2 separate regions of the Mus musculus genome follow, and region 1 is linked to region 2. The links are chromatin contacts, called in public Hi-C maps. All regions are on one chromosome and are shown on one strand. The core of a region is the stretch at or near the end of the contact, and the rest is flanking DNA. Distances in the headings are between cores, read along the strand shown. Region 1 overlaps Hlf (hepatic leukemia factor). Region 2 overlaps Pctp (phosphatidylcholine transfer protein).

Region 1 (2,886 bases), core at 95-2,594, 350 kb after region 2:
TGGCTTTGGTCCTAGAGAAAGGACCAACCTGTCGCAACAGGCTTTGCCCAATGCAGTTGTGTGCCAGTACAGGAGAGCGGAGAGTTCAGCTGAATGCCAAAGGCTCACCACACTCCCTAAATTCCATTCCAATTTTCTTCACTTTCTTTGTTGAACTTTTCTTTTTTAACTTACTTTAATCCTATGAGTACACATGTAGGCTTCTCTAAGTTGGGACTGTGTCACTGGAAGGCAATATGGTGCTATCTCTCAAAGGTAGACACATGTAAATTTTAAATTAACTAACGCCCCCTTTTTAAGATAAAGTCTTACATATCCCAGGCTGGTCTTGAACTTACTATGTAACCAAGGGTGGTTTTGAACTCCTGATCCTCCTGCCATTGACTCCTTAGCACCACCATGCCAAGTCTCTCTACAATCTATCTTAATGAATATAATGTTGCTATAGCCAGCCACTCCACCTCTATGATTTCATCTAGCATTCTCCATGTTCATAGACACAGATGCATTCTTGGTTATAAAATTATTTGCAAAAGTCAAAAATGTGAAAAAAACGAATCATCTATAGTAGGGTTGATAACTACATCATCATAGTCACATAAAGATATACTCTACAGATTTTAAAAATAAAGACCTGAGATGGGGTGGGGACTGCAAAGATGTGTGTGATGACCTGTGATATGTGTAGAAACGACAGCAATCTGCTGGAGAGCATGCATGTTCATCACAGTTTGTCTAACATTATGCTTTACTAATACAGACATGGCCAGATCGATTTATAGTGGCTAATATAGGTCCCACCATAAGGGGGACGAAATCAGGGAGGCAACACACATGAGGAGGCTCACCCACCCTTTTAGTTTATATCCTGAGCTATCAGAATGTCACATAAGGGCTATGTGCACTTCAGTAATTGAAAACAGAAATTAAAAAAATATATTGACTTTCATTACTCAATGTACTCCTACCAATGGCTAACATTTAAATAATGTATTCTAATTTCCTGCGTAACTACTTGCTGGGTTTCAATTACCCAATCCGGAATTCTCATATCTTTCTCCATCATTGCTCCCCCTACCAAAAGAAAGGAAAGCTCCCTAGGTGGACGGTGGGGGATAGTTTGGATCTTCTTAATCCACAGAGGGGACGGTGCCAAATGGAATTTTTGCAACTCCTTTTGTATCATCAACTTGCTCCAGCAAATATCTCTGTCTTAGCAAAGCTGATACTTTAGTTCATATCGCCTAGAATTGGTAGGCGAGGCTAATTCCTGCCCTCTCTCAAGACGCCAAGGGCAGTTGGCACTGGAGGAAGTCACTCACATGGGTGAAGCTCAAAGGTTGCAAAACAAAGGTCAGGATCAGTGGTCTGTCTCTGTCCACTCTCTCTGGCTCTGCCTGTGCCTCTGCCTACCAGTCCACTCTCCTCAGCAGACATGCACCTTGTGTGGAGACCATGTGTGAGATGGAAAGTGTGTGAAGGCACTTCCTGCCTGCTGGTCACAAGACTATCCTTTGTTCATAAATTGCCTCGAGATTTCTATACATTTTATAATGTGTAACGGGATCAAAAGGGCATCTTTGTAACAGCTGGTTTGCAAATTCTTCTTAGGGAGGAGGGAGCCCTTGGGAGAATGCCTGGATGAGCTTGCTGTGGTTGTTGATAGAATTTGCTGTTTGTGCTTCTCAAAGCTGGTGGGAAGGGCAGAAAGGGAGGATGGCTGGGAGGTCCTGGGAAACCCAGTGACATCACATAATGGAGGTATCTGCACAACAGTGAAGCACCCAGCTCTGATGGAGGCTCTTGGTGGGACTTGGGTGTCCTCCTCCATTCTGTCCCCCTTTATAGTTAGTATCAGGAAGTCTACCACACTTGTCAATATGCCCAGGAGTATGGTTTCCAAGAACGTTCTGCTGAACGGCTGAGTCCGAATGGATCAGAGCCAACGCTCAGGGCACACGAGGGCAGGAGGTGAGGCTATACATGAGCACAGCCTTGGGAAGTGGTAGAATGGCTCTAGTGTTCTGTGACAATTCTGACCATGTCTTTAAGGGCCAATGAATCACCAACTAACTCTTCACACTCAGTTCTCATTGGGAGTTCTGGCTCAGGCTTCTTAGCATTCTTATCACTTGTAAAGTGCCTTCCTCCCCAGCCTCACCTGCTCGTATGTGCAGATGAGCTAGCAAAAGACTCTTCAGTAGGAGGGAAGCAAAGAACAGAGCTGTAAGAAAGGATGGAAAAAATGGGAATGATGGGAGAAGGGATATCCTGGTCTAGAAGCACCAGCTTGCCTCCTTTCTTTTTTTTTTTTTTTTCTTTCTTTTTTGATTGGAGACAGGGAGGCAAGAACTCTAGTGGGAATGATGGAATTGACACTGGATCCCCTGGCCCATCCTGTACCTGCTCAGAGCTGACGCCCTCTGGCTTCCCAGTGACCTTCACTCAGGGACCCACTCATCACCTACCTCTAACAGATGACACTGCTCTTTTCTCTACAGACTAGAATTTCTATGAGATCGAGTGTGCTGCTAATGCTGGCAAACACTAGAGTCCCCTGAGCCTCTGAAAGATGTTTGCCAAGTGAATGAATGGGTCATTCATTAAGAGTGGTAAGAAATAAATGTGATGTGCACTATCAGCAAGGAATCCCAGTATGTCCTCATTCAGGTCTCCCTCAGTATAGATGCTAACCCAGAAGGCCAGCTTCGGAGAAAAAGCTAAGCACTTGTGTTCAACAGCATTCTTGGTACGTTCCTCCCCACTCTATTTCTGGTTAACTTGTCCTTCAGTGCTGAGAGCCACACACACCTTGTCTCCCACCCACCCCGGGCTCAGTCCTCTCTACTGAAGGGAGAGACCCTCACAGCTCTTCTTCCTGCATCT
Region 2 (2,817 bases), core at 11-2,510:
ATGAACTATTGTGATGACTTCCTTTAGTCTCTCCCATTGCGTCAGGACTGAAAAATACCAGCACTCCAGAGGAACAAGACCCTCGCTGCCTGCCCCCTTCCTGGTTTCTCAGTCCCACCTTTGCTGAGCTCCCTAGCCTGGCCCAAACTCCCAGATCAAAGCACTTTCCCACTAGTGATTTCTAAATGTGTTCAGCAAACATACTCATTTTTACTTCATCCTTTAAAAGAAAAAGTGATTTTTCATCATTGTAAAAATTATACATATTCATTGTAGGAAGTCCGAAGACATTATGAACTACTTAATGAGTGACATGTAACCTCACAGTTAATAAGTATCTATTAATAATAGTTGATAGTATTTATTTAAAGGGAGCAGATGTTTGTCTTCATGAATGAATGGATATGATATAGTATCAACAGCTGGAATTATTCTTACATTTACTAGTATATTGAGACTATGGAAAGTCTGTTTCAGAATATTTTATAGAAATGAGTATTTCCAAAATGATCATAAAACTCTTTGTTCACAACCCTAGTCCATTTTTTCAATAGGGAAGTTTTCCCAGAGATGAGTGTTAGGAAATGTTAACATTCAAGGGCTGTTTGCCCTCTTCAAATATTTAGAAAATGTATACACCAGACTCTGTTCTCAGAAACAGCGAAGAAGCAGCTCCCGGAGACTAAGTACCACTCTTTTACGGTTTGGCATAGAAAAACACAATGCTTAGTTTTATCTCAGTGGAATTTATATTAACAACGTATCAGGCCTTTTAAAAAATTAAGATTTACAAATAATTGGAAAATTTTTGTTTCGGGTATTTTTCCAAGCTTACCCACACTGTAATAAATAACTCCAAATATGTTTCTGCAAGAGTGGTTTGGATTTTCCTGAAGTCTCCCACAGCTACCTCTAAAAATGTCTCACATCCCCCATTTACAGCAAACCATACTGGGTGTCTAATGCTCCATTTCTAAGACCGTTTCCTACACTTCAAATACTGAAAGGTTATGTGGATGGCAGTGAATTTGCCAGTATCATGCATGGAACACAGTTGCCAGAAGAACCAGGTGGGGGTGGGGGAAGTGATATGGTGCACACCCACTTCCCCCCTTCCGGGAGAGCCCCCAGGAGCATGTGAATGGCTAGTGAGTATTCAAGAATCGGGTGGCTCTTGCAATGAGTTAGGGAGAACCATGCGTGGGAAATGAAGAGAAAAGATGGCATGATTGGACAACAGAGCAGAGTCCTTTATGCCTGTTCAACCAAGGGACTGGTTGAACATTTCTCCTCTCCTGTGCTGGAGAGCATCCAAGTGACACTCTCTCCCTACTCCAAATGGGGACCTGATATTTGGATCTGTGCCAACTCTTCTAGGACTGAAAAGCAACAAATAAATAGCAGAGGAGAAAGGCTCAGAGTTTCTGGCATGATGGGTCAGCTAAACTGATATGTACAGATCTCTGAGTTATCAGCTATGCAGGACAACAAGGTAGCTTGATTTGGGGCAGCCTCAGTCCAGCTTTGTTGTTGTTGTTTTGTTTTGTTTTGTTGTTGTTGTCTTTTTTCTTACTTGCTCCTAAAAGCAATCTTAATTGACCCAAAATGGTGCTCACTGACACTGCAGAATTTTATTTGAAACTTTTGATACTAGGAAATGGTGAAAGTCTAAAGAAAAATGGCCTTGTAAGTATAAGGACATAATTCTGGATCCCCGGCACCCTTGAAAAACCAGGGTGGAAGGTGGGAGAGATAGTTCAGCAGTTAAGGGCGCTTGCTGTTCTTGCAAAAGACGTGGGTTAAGTTCCCAGCAGCCACACTGGGTAGTACACAACTTCCTACAGCTCCAGTTCCAGGGCAGCCAGCACTCTCTTCAGTCTTCCACGGGCATCTGCATGCACATGTAAACTCGTGTAGGCACGCACAAATGTAAGTAAATAAAGAGGGACACATGTGGATGTGCGTGAGCTCACACAAGAAACATTGAAAATGCCAGCTCTCCATCCTTTTTGGTATATAATATACTGACTACAAAGGAAATGCAAAACAACAACGGAAAACCATTTCTCCATATGGCAGGACGGACTCAAAAGAGCAGATTCTCCGAAGTCCCTTTCTTAGCTTCATAACCCATTAGCTGGGCTGCCTCTCCACACTGATCAATCAAAGGAAAATATTTGTTAAACTAGCTAAATGAACTTTTCTCCTCGCTTCAAGGCCCTGATCTTTGACCAACTCTGCCTACCTTGAGCCAGCCTACACTCCCTTTGTTGAACAGGAGCAAAGGACTCTCTGCTTTCTTGTCCAATATCACCATCTTTTCTCTTCATTTCCCATGCATGGTTCTCCCTAACCCGAGATACTATTATTTAGAAGAGAAACTCACATGCCTAACTGTCACCAGGCTGAAGGCCTTAGAGCCAAAGAGCTGCCCCCACTGCAAGAGCCACCCGACTCCTGAAAGTCTCTGCTAGGTCTGGATGGAGTCTTTATTTCACATTACTTTAAAACAGAATGGCAGAACAATGTTACAACTTACGGCTATTGGGGAACACAATGTGACTATGTATAACTTCCCTAAAACACTAGAGGAATGCAAAGCCTTGTTAAAATGCAAAGAGAAAGGACCATGAGGTTCTCTGAGAATAATGGAGCCTCTCTGGATTCCTGGTGAGCATCTTACTTTTCTATTGCTAAGCAGAGACACCATGACCAAGGCAACTTATAGATGGGTTTATTGGAGGTTTGCTTACAGTCTCAGGAATGACTTCACTACCATCCCAGGGGCTGAGGATCTGGTAGCAAGCGTGCAGGCAG

Evidence for each region. A called contact is a pair of places that touch in the nucleus more often than the background predicts.
Region 1: a contact with region 2 is called in a Hi-C map of liver, with 2.1 times the contacts expected there. The contact joins two enhancer-like sites. A contact is called at or near these places in 3 of 39 promoter capture datasets (liver and neutrophils), 5 of 484 Hi-C or Micro-C datasets (all in liver) and 1 of 115 datasets of contacts at active chromatin or transcription factors (bone marrow-derived macrophages).

Annotation. Positions count from the first base shown.
Region 1 is chr11:90,341,132-90,344,017 of GRCm38.p6, forward strand. All of the region lies in intron 3 of Hlf (hepatic leukemia factor), which reads right to left. Among named protein-coding and RNA genes, the nearest start is that of Hlf, 48 kb to the right of the region's middle. Within about 2 kb of position 1,345, at least 10 of the 459 cell types and tissues checked have an H3K27ac peak or open chromatin away from gene starts, as enhancers often do. A contact at or near this core is called in liver, where this site is marked.
Region 2 is chr11:89,993,576-89,996,392 of GRCm38.p6, forward strand. All of the region lies in intron 1 of Pctp (phosphatidylcholine transfer protein), which reads right to left. Among named protein-coding and RNA genes, the nearest start is that of Pctp, 7.9 kb to the right of the region's middle. Within about 2 kb of position 1,261, at least 5 of the 459 cell types and tissues checked have an H3K27ac peak or open chromatin away from gene starts, as enhancers often do. A contact at or near this core is called in liver, where this site is marked.